Linked DNA regions of Mus musculus: region 1 is linked to region 2. The links are chromatin contacts, called in public HiChIP or PLAC-seq maps. All regions are on one chromosome and are shown on one strand. Each heading gives the region's core, a stretch centred on a gene start, on an enhancer-like site or on the middle of the called end of the contact. The rest is flanking DNA. Distances are from core to core; before and after follow the strand shown.

Evidence for each region. HiChIP or PLAC-seq counts read pairs in DNA pulled down with a chosen protein or histone mark.
Region 1: a FOXA1 HiChIP or PLAC-seq map of pancreatic cancer cells shows a contact between it and region 2. The contact joins two enhancer-like sites. A contact is called at or near these places in 1 of 39 promoter capture datasets (neural stem cells), 1 of 115 datasets of contacts at active chromatin or transcription factors (pancreatic cancer cells) and 1 of 9 other capture datasets (adipose tissue).

The regions. Positions count from the first base shown.
Region 1 is chr17:45,955,423-45,960,640 of GRCm38.p6, reverse strand. No RefSeq gene overlaps it. Among named protein-coding and RNA genes, the nearest start is that of Gm36122, 9.2 kb to the right of the region's middle. Within about 2 kb of position 2,385, at least 57 of the 459 cell types and tissues checked have an H3K27ac peak or open chromatin away from gene starts, as enhancers often do. A contact at or near this core is called in adipose tissue and pancreatic cancer cells, where this site is marked.
Region 2 is chr17:45,607,329-45,612,966 of GRCm38.p6, reverse strand. No RefSeq gene overlaps it. Among named protein-coding and RNA genes, the nearest start is that of Mymx, 8.1 kb to the right of the region's middle. Within about 2 kb of position 2,541, at least 73 of the 459 cell types and tissues checked have an H3K27ac peak or open chromatin away from gene starts, as enhancers often do. A contact at or near this core is called in adipose tissue and pancreatic cancer cells, where this site is marked.

The sequences.
Region 1 (5,218 bases), core at 1,136-3,635, 350 kb before region 2:
CATACAGGTATATATATAATACTAATTAGTGTATATATACCAATATATATACTCCTGCCTTGTAACATGTGAAGTATGTGTGGAATCTGTATACTTGCATAGAACTGGGGCCAGTCATAATTTAAAGGTCAACACTGGGTCCAATCCTAGCTCTTGGAGACTGAGGCAAGAGCATTCCTGCAAGCTCAAGCCCAGCTAGGACTGTGGAGTCATGGCCTATCTCAACAGTAGCGACAGTAAAGGCCCACTGAGGGGCAGGGCCCAGTGGGTGGACCTGCTGGCTGCACACAGGAGTCTGACCCCGGGAACACAAGTGAAGGTGGAAGGAGAGGACTGACTACAGAGCTGACTTCTGACCTACAGATCCAGCCATTGCATGCACACATATGATGTGTGCATGATATTAATAAAGTTTAAAAATAAAAACAAAGCAACCCCCTAATACAACAACAACAAAACAACAACAACAACAACAGCAACAGAGAGTCACATGCCTATTTGACCCCTGTGGGGTACAGGGTGAGTGAGTGTTCTACAGAGTGCTCCCTAACTTGGTTTTTCTTTGAAACTACTTAAACAGTATATGTATGCGTGTAGTGTATACATATGTGCACACATGGATGAACACGACTTTGCACACACTGGGAGACCAGAAGAGGCTATCAGGTGTCCTTCTCTATCAATTTATGGCTTACTTCTTTGAAGCAAGGTTTCTCCACAACTCTGGGGTCTATTTTTTTATTTTCAGCTAAACTTGCAGCCAGCAACACCCCCCTCCAGAGATCTTCCTGTCTCTGCCCCCCACCCCCATAGTGCTGGGGTCAAAGGTGACTCACTGGAGACTCTGCCTGACTTTTTGCAGGTTTCTGACACCCGAACTCAGGGCTTTGTGGTGATTCAGTGGTTTTTTTTTTTATCGATGAGCCCTCTCTCTCTACCAACCCCACCTGCTCATCCCAGCCCTCACAGGAGAGCGACAGGTGCCCAATTAGGGAAATTGACCATTTCAAAACTCCTCTGGTGAGGCTGACAGGCGAACCAACTTGGAAGCCCCTGAATGAGCGCTAAAAGTGATGATTGTTAACAGTCATGTGAGCTGTAGACAGCTAGGCTCCCGCTCAGTGGGAGCTGGAGCAGAGGTGGGCCAGCAAGAGAGCTAAGGACAACTGTCTTGGCTGCCTCTCCGCAACCCTGGGTTCCTCACCAACAATACGAGAGTCAATGATACTTAGCTCAGGAAGGCGACTATGGACTCCAAAGGAATAAATACTTGCATATCAATTATCGTAACAGGTGTCAGGCAGCTAAGAGATGTTGGCTGAGTGTTGGGGGGCACGGGTAGAGAAAAGCTTCTTATATGAAATTATTGAAAATCTTTTAAATTAAATTAAATTTATTATATGTGTATTCATGTTTGGTCTGCATGTGTGTGGGTGTATCATATGCATGCCTGGAGGGAGAATCAGATCCCCAAGAGCTGGAGTCAGAGACAGGTGTAAGCTACCATGGGGGTGTTGGGAGTCGAACCTGGGTCCTTTGGAAGAGCATCAAATGTTCTTGACCACTGAGCCACCTAGGAGGATCGATACCGTGGCCCCCAGTGAACTGGAATCTGACTGGAATCTCTCAGCCCGAGGAGGAGGCTTGAGGCATGGCATCTGTTTCTTGTCATATGGTTACCCCCTTTTCTTTAATCACATGTTTGACCTTCTGTTTGAGAAGATGCCAGCCTCAGACTATCCATGAAGGTACTGGGGAACGAGAACTGGGGCTCCACCCTTCCTGTTCTCGGTGGGGCTGGGTGGGCTACTAAGGAACTCCCAGAGCCTTCAGCTCAAGCCTAGAGGTCTTTCCTTGCCAGCTGTCCAGTGTCCTGGTGCTCTGGGGATGGTGAAGTTTGCTTGTATGCCTTTAAGACTTGGAGGCTGGGGGACCTGACTGAAGAAAGCCAGTGGGTTCCTTTGAAATGGAAGTGACATCTAGTGGTCTATAAAAGAACTACTCAGCTGACCCCCAGCCTCAAGCTGGCCCCTGAGGTCCCCTTCTTGGTCCCTCTCCTCCTGGGCCACAACCCTACTTGAGGGATCTAAGCTCCAACTACAGGATCTTGATAGTAGGTGGGTGCCTTGGCCCAGCCCCAGCCTGGAACTCAGGCAGGGCACTTAGCCTAGCTCAGACACCCAGAAAGACCAGGTCTGGGCAGCTAAGAAAAAACAAATGCATACGTCTTTCTCTTGGAGTACAGTGCTGGGGTTAAGGTTCCTGGGTGAAGTAGAATCCTGCTGCTCATGCCCTTTGCTTCTGAGGTACCTGGCTGAGTCCAGGAGCACAGAGGTATAAATGCTGTGTAGGCCTCAGTGCTGAATCATCGGGAACTCGTGGCTGTGCTGTGGTTATGCAATGGCCTGGCCATGGGTCGTTGGTGTCAATACAGGCTTTCAGCCACTGCTTCAATAGGCAAAAGGCTTGAGGGAACACAAGTACCAGGTTGGGGTGTTGGAAAGGAGTCAGGGGGAGGCTAAGGGGGCACGAACCACTGCTCTATACAAGCCTGGTATGAGGAGGCCTGGATGAGGAGAACACAGCCTGCACTCAGGGAGCTTGTCTGAGGGAGACATTGTCCCATCCTTAAGGAACCCCAGTCTGATGGGGGGTGTAACCTGACCTCCAGAAGCCTCCAATATGAAGACGATGTGACCCATCTTCAGGGAGCCCCAATCAGAAAGATTGCAGTTGAGGGTGCGGACAAGAAGGAATGAGGCTCACCTAGACCTAAGGGCTCTTGCCATGAAAACCCAGGGCAGATGGCAGGATGACAGAGTCACAATAACTGAGGTCTGTAGGGGAAAGTGCCATAGGATGACATCCAAGGGATGGCAGGGAACTGGTCTTCCCGCCCTGTGTCTGGATTGTTCCCAGGACAAAGGCTCTGTGCCCACCTGGGGTCCCAAGTCCAACACATGGGGAAGAGGAGAGGACAGGGTAGTCTCCTGACTACCAGCATCCTCCACTCCTTCCCATCTTCTGGGTAGCAAGAGCCCTAACCCTCCCTTTCCCATCCCACTCCCCAGGTCTTATTTTTATAGCCTTTCTGTAAGTGTGAAATGACCTCAAGGCACAGCCAAAAGCTGGAAATAAATCTGAACAGAAATGTTAGTCTCTCTACCCTCTCATCCATCCATAACTCAGGTTCCCTTTGGAGGTCCCAGTTACTGATTTCCTGTATATTCTTCCAAAGATAGCCTAATATATATATATTTACAAACTTTTCTCCCACACAGACAGCCGAGTCTCCACGAGGCTCTGTGTCATTTTTCTCCTGCTTAACCCAGAGGCTCAGAATCGCCTCGTTCTGTTTCTCCACTCCGGTGCATTCCCTCTAACAGAGAGCTGAGCATTCACTCTTGGAGGGGATGTCTCGGGCAGAGCACAGACTTTGGAGGAGGGGGGCTTCTATAGTTTAGATCCCCACTCTGGTATGAGCCAGCTGGTTGACATTCAACCTGTTGCTTAATGTCTCGGTGACTCAGTTTCCTCCTTTATGGGCCTGACGGGAAAGCAAACATTGACCCCAAAGTGTTTTGTGAGGATCCCGTTAGATAACTGGTCCTGAAGGATGCTCTCACCAGGCAGCAGCATGAGTAGCAGGCACTCAATAAACTCGGAGTTACTGCTCCGAGATTATTTTGCCAGACCCCTTCTGAGAAGACCGGCCTGTTCGCAGGCTCTTATTATTATAAACAGTGTGGTAAACAAGCGTCCCCAATCCACATGCCATCTGGTCCTCGTGGGAACGTAGCTGCAGGAAAAGCTACAAAGGCCAAGCTCATTCTGAATTTTGAAGGCAACTGTGAGCTGCCCCACATATGGGTGGTCCTTGCCACACAGTCGACAGCCACGTGTGGGCCTGCTCCATCTGAACACTGACTTTCTTACATTTCTCTGGGCACACAAGCCTATCACTGGGTTCTTGGGAGAAATCACTCGGTCCCTCCCCCTACACCTCCTGACTCCCGTATGTATTCCCACCCTGGGAGGAGCTAACCAGCTGTGAGGACTGGAGTGCTCTACAGCTAGCCAAAATCTTCCAAGAGTTGGCCCTGCCAACGTCTCTCATTCATTCATTCATTCATTCATTCATTCGTCCATCCATTCGTCCATCCATTCTTCAAATGGATAGTCAGCATTCCAGGGCTCAGAACAGGCTTTCAGACTATTTGAGGTTGCCTTTGTCAGGGCCTGTTAGCACATCAAAATTGTTGGCTAAGTCTGATAATACTTCAGATTATGCTTGCTGTCACCCTCTCATTCCTGAGCAGGGGCTTGCAATTCCTATTCACATTTTTAACATTTTAACTCACTTAGGAAAAAAAAAACAAAAAACCTCAGACAATGCCAGGTAGGACTCTATTAGCTTGGATTATGCCAAGCCAGACTGTCCTACCTGGAAGCAGGCAGGCTTCCTGCTATGGTAACCTGTCAAACAACCTCTCTGTTTTCCTTTGTGGACAATCGGTTGATGACTGAGAGAGAGAGAGAGAGAGAGAGAATGCCTTGTCCAAGGTGTTTCAGAAGAAAGACAATGCCTTTTACAAAAGTCATTCCTACTGAGATAATTTTAGTCCACTTCCCTTCAAGTTCCTTCAGTATAACCAGCCGGATAGAGGCATTCGAGCAGGGGGGAGAGAGAGAGCTTGCTATGTCTCTCACTAATTCTGCTTCCTATTCTCTGCACCCTCCCCACCCCCACCCCACAGGCTTGCTCACACTGTTTCCCCACAGGTCCAGGCTAGATGTCTCCTGTGTGCCTCACTCTGCTCGAGGGTGTCACGCCAGGCTTTTTAGGACTTTTGTGGGCTCCCTTGGTTAGCCTGGCATCAAAGCCTTCTGCATCTCCTCCTCTGCCGCTGCCCTTGCATATCTGATAAATGCCAAGGACTTTGTCTACGTGAGATCTGGTCTGGAGATGATCCAGCCTCTCCGACTGGTGGAGGCAGACTCACCCCACCACCAAAAGCCCCCAGGAGGTCAGGTTTAAGGTGAGGGCCAAAGAGGTTTCTTTTTACCTTCTCTGGCTGTTTAGTAAACACGGTTTCCTCTCTAATTAAAAGATCCGCACGAAAGTGTTCACAAGGCGTAAGCACCTCGGTGATTCAGCAGGGATTTTACCAAATGCTTTGGCATCAAGAAGGAGAACTTTGAGGGAGTCCAGCAACCT
Region 2 (5,638 bases), core at 1,292-3,791:
GGACTCTTACCGCTCTGAACCATGAGCTAAAATAAACTTTCTCCCCTAGGTAGCTTTGGCCTTGGTATTTTATCAATGCAGTGATACCAGTAACTATTACCTGAACTTCTTGTTCTCCTGCTTCCATGCTGGGATAGCAGACATGTGTCACCACACCCAGTTTACATGGTGCTAGGGCAATGGTTCTCAACCTTCCTAACTTTAACACAGTTCCTCATATTCTGGTAACCCCCCAACCATAAAATAATTTAGTAGGACTGTAAGTTTGCTACTGTTGTGTAAATATCTGATATGCAAGGTATCTGATATGCAACCCGTGTGAGAATCATTTTACTCTCAGAGGGGTCGAGACCTACAGGTTGAGAACCTCTGTGCTAGGAGCTCGACCCTAAGGCTTTGAGCATATGCCACATCAACAGAGCTGCAACCCAGTCCCTAGATATAGTTTTAATTGCAGGTCTTCTTGGCCATGGAGTGCTCTGGAGCCCCTGGGTAGAGAAATACAGACCACCACAGGAGGAGGAGGCTTGGTGCTCCCAAGTCTGGCCAGAACCCGTTAACTCTATTAAACTCTCACCAAGGCATCTTCACGTTGCCTGGACACTACCCATGACCCTGCTTGACCCTTGGTGTGTGCAGCCGCTTTCCCACTTGTTGCACCTTGTGTGTAACCGTCGTGTGACAAGCACACAGACGCTCATTCTCAATACCACAGCCTGATTAACTTAATGCTTGCATATGGAAGGCCGTGAGGGTTTCCAGAATGCCAAATATGGGCATTTTTTTTAAATTGACCTTGAGGAAACAGAAGGTCCTCAAAGCAGCCTGCTCTTTCCTGCCCTCCCCCACCCTCACCCCCACCTCATTTCCTCGCGATTATGGGAAACCCAGGTCTGAAAGTACAAACCAGACCCTTTGTTAGTGATGGTGTTAGGGTAAGTCTGAGGCCTGGGAGCCCTAACGGGCTGTCCTTAGTCACTAGTCTCCAAGAGGCCAAGTATAAACATGATCGATTAACAATAAAAAGCTAAGTAAAGAAGGGTGTGTTCAATGTGTCCACATGTTGAAGGAGGGAAAAGAAACCCAGAGGACCAGTTAGCTCCCAAGTCCATGGTCATGGTTCCTGGCATGACTTTAAGTTTAAAACAGAAAGTGTTCTAGCTTGCTTTCTACTGCTATGATAAACACTATGACCAGAAGCAATGTTTAGAGGAGTTTACATCATCTTACAGCTTCTAGTTTATCATGGAGAGAAATCAGGACAGGACCTGGAGATAGAAATTGAAGCAGAGGCCATGGAGGAATGTTGCCTAATGGCTCACTCTTTAGGTTCGACTCCAGCTACCTTTCTAGGATACTACTATTTATTATATATATATATGAGTACACTGTCGCTGTCTTCAGACACCCCAGAAGAGGTCATCAGATCCCATTACAGGTGGTTGTGAGCCACCATGTGGTTGCTGGGAATTTAACTCAGGACCTCTGGAAGAGTGGCCAGTGCTCTTAACCTCTGAGCCATCTCTCCAGCCCACAGGCATTTTCTTAATTGAGGATCTCTCGTCCCAGATATGTCTACATTTGTGACAAGTTATCAAAACCAAAGCCACATAGAAGGACAAAAGAATGCACACTTGAGCAGCCCTGGCAAAGGTCCGCCCTAGACCTCTCATTGTCTGAGCTCCATGCTGTCTTTCTGGTGATCTGAGGAGTTGTCAGAACTGTGTGGAATCTCTGGGGAGATGGGGCAGGGGTGCCTCTTGATAGCCTCAGTCTTTTGTCCCTCCCAGCCTGGTTGGGGGTCCGTTATCGCAATAGTTTGATAGTCAAAGGGAGGGTCTCTTTAGAAGATATTTTCTCCTGCCAGGAAGATTACACCACTGTGCGAGGCTCAGCCAGGAGCTGGAAGAAACTGGTTTCTGCCAGCATTTATTTTTTCCAATTTAATTTTATTTTTTCTTACTTATTCACTTTACATTCTGCTCACTGTTCCCCTCCTAGTCAGCCCCTCCCACAATCCTTCCTCCATCTCCCCTCCCCCTTCTCCTCTGAGCTGGTTGGGGCCCTTGGGTAGCCCCTCACCCTGGCACTTCAAGTCTCTGTGAGGCTAGGTGCTTCCTTTCCCACTGAGGCCAGACAAACAGCCCAGCTAGTGGAACATATCCCACACACAAACAATAGCTTTTTGGATAGCCCCGATTCCAGTTGTTCAGGACCCAATGAAGACCAAGCTGCACATCTGCTACATATATGCAGGGAGGCCTGGGTCCAGCCCATACAGGTTCTTTGGTTGTTGGTTCAGTCCCTGAGAGCCTCAAGGGTCCAGATTAGTCGGCTCTGTTGATCTTCCTATGGAGTTCCTATCCCCTTCAGGGCCCCACAATCCTTCTTCCTATTCTTCCATAAGAGTCCCCAAGCTCCATCCACTGTTTGGCTGTGGGTGTCTGTATCTGTCTGAGTCAGCTGCTGGGTGGAGCCTCTCAGAGGACAACATGCTCCTGGCAACAAGCATAACAGACTATCGTGAATAGTGTCAGGGACTGGTGCTTGCCGGTGGATGGGTCTTAAGGCAGTGTTCTTACCAGCAACGAAAATGCTAGAGGCAGGCTAAGGGGATCCAGTAGGGAAGGTTACTGCTGAACAGAAGAGAAGGAGGTGCACAGGGAAGTTAAGCCCAGGATGGGGTGGAGAGAGACAGAGGATGAAGATTAAACACATTCCTCAGACACAGCCACTGTCTTTCCTTGCCCCACCCCCCTGCTTGATTTTCTCATTGTTGCTAGACACAAAAGCCTGTTTCCTCTCTGGGTCTCCCCAGCCCAGGGACTTGGAGCTACTCCATAGTTGCTTGAGACAGGAATTGGGAAGATATATATATATATATATATATATATATATATATATATATATAGCCAGCTATGAAAGCTGAGGTTGGAAAAGGCGCAGTGTGACTTACTGTGTTGTGTACGTGGTCGGGGGTGGGGGGCAGTGTCACAGCATTCATAGGTATTACGCTTCGGGGCTCTTTGTATTTTGGGGGTTCCCAGAGGGAGTTTTCCAAGCCTGCTTTTTGTTCACGTTGTTCTGTTGCGGTTATTAACTGGCCTGGCAAAAATGAAGATATTCTAATGAAACACTCGTGTCTCTCAATTTAACAAACTTCTAAAGCAATAGAGACTAAAGAAATGAAAGATTTCCCAGCAGCCTGTAAGCTGCCATATCCAACTTGGATCTTTTTAATTGTCCCGCCTTTTTTTTTTTTTTTTAATTCCAGTGTCACCCAAACCAGGAGCTTCTCTCTGGAAGCCCCGCAAACCGAGGCTGGAGGGACCTGATCGAAAATCTGGAGAGATAACGAACCACACTGCGTTGACCTTGGTGCCACGTGGTTCCCAAAGCGCGACCAGAAACAATTTGGGAAACAAGCTTTGAGCCCAGCATTGAGGATCTTCTCAACTAGTTGAGCCCCCTAAACTTAGAAACTAGCTCATCGTGAACTACAGTTTTGTTTTGTTTTGTTTTTTTTCTAGACAGGGTTTCTCGGTGTGCCTCTGGCTGTCCTGGAACTCGCTCTGTAGACCAGGCTGACTTGGAATTCACAAAGTTCACCTGTCTCTCTGCCTTAGGACTGCTGGGATAAAAGGCTAGCCCCACAACCACCAGGTTTACCCCAGTTTGTTGTTATTGTTGTTGTTTATTTTTATTTTTATTTTTCGAGACAGGGTTTCTCTGTGTAGCCCTGGCTGTCCTGGAACTTACTCTGTAGACCAGGTTGGCCTCAAACTCAGAAATCTGCCTGCCTCTGCCTCCCAAGTGCTGGGATTAAAGGTGTGCGCCACCACATCCAGCTGTTTATATTTTTTATAGGTTGGTGATGTTAATGTTTGAGAACCTTTTAAATTTTTTATTTTTATTTTATTACCGAGGCTGGTCTTGAACTCATGAAATCACCACATGACACCAGCAGCCCTTAAGCTCTGATCCTCTGCCTTCAGCTCTGGAATGCTGAGATTACAGCCATGCATTGCTACACTTGTTCTAGCTTTCCTTTCCATAGCCAGAAATGCTTTATCTTGGATTACGGCATAATCTCCAGACCCAGCTTCGGGAATGTGAAACTTTAAAATATATATATTATTTTATAAGCTTATACATGTACACAGTGTATCTTAACCATAAATATCTCTAACAATTCTCCCTTACTCTCCCAGACACCCCTCAACAATCCTCTTCCATCTTTTTTGGTTTTATTTTTGTTTTTTTGTGTCATCTCTTGAGTTTGGATAGTGCTGCCTGCTGCAATGTTGACTGATGTCATCAGCTCGAACTGTGCAGGTCTTGTGCAATTGGTAAGTTTAGTACAAAGCCATGTCATGAGAGAAGACAACATTGCACAACGCTCCTTCTCATCCTTTCCACCTTCTGCTCCATGTGATGTTCCCTGAGTTCCGAGGGGAGTAAATAGCTGATGAGTTAGGAGTCTCTGCTTTGGGCTAGGAGATGGCTCAGGGGTTAAGAGCACTGTATGATTTTCCAGAGGTCATGAGTTCGATTCCCAGTAACCATCTGTAATGGGATTCGATGCCCTCTCTTCACAATAAACAAACAAACAAACAAACAAACAAACAAACAAATAGTCCCTGCTTTAACTGTTGCTTATTGAAGAAAAAAAGCTTAGGGTTAGAGAGAGGGTTCAGCGGTTAAGAGCAGTGGCTCTTCCGGGGGCTGGAGAGATGGCTCAGTGGTTAAGAGCACAGACTGCTCTTCCAAAGGTCCTGAGTTCAAATCCCAGCAACCACATGGTGGCTCACAACCATCTGTAATGAGATCGGATGTCCTTGTCTGGAGTGTTGAAGACAGCTACAGTGTACTTACATATAATAAATAAAAATTAAAATAAAAAAAGAAATTATCTTTAAACTGACCAGAGAGGTAGTCACTACAGCTTCCCTTTGGCAAATGACCCTCCCTTCAACTTTAAAAAAAAAAAAAAAAAAGAGCAGTGGCTCTACCTAGAGGTCCTGAGTTCAATTCCCAGCAGTCACATGGTGGCTCACAACCATCCGTACCATTTTCTGGTGTGTCTGAAGACAGGGTACTTGTCTATTTGTATAACCATAAATATTTATAAGGTGGTTTGGCAGTTGTAAGTTTCCCAGGAAGGCCTACGACCTTCAGAGCCGTCTTACAACCTTCATAGCTGTGGGCATTTGACCAAGTTTTCAGTACCAAGCATGAGTTTGCTCTGTTGGAAACAATCCTCAAATCCAAGGAGAAAGTGGTTGGTTGTTCCTGTAACGTTCATACCAGTATTGCACCAGTAGGCATACCCTGCCTTTCAGGCTAATATGCAGAGGGTCACCTCTGAATAAGACTATATGACTTTCCTCCTGCAGCAGCCTGCAAAGTCTTCCATTGCCGTGAAAGCTAATGAGCAAGGAAAAAACGGGAATGTGACACTTTTAGGGGAAGATTTAATTGGGACTCAGGAGGCCAGATTCTGCTACTTCAAAACTTACCTCTTTGTCAGGGTGATTATTTCAACCGGCTATTTTGAGAAACTGTAGACACAGAGGTCTCTCTGTAAAGCTGCCCTTTTGTGAAGGAAAGGAAACGTTCACTTGTAAAGTCTCCTGTA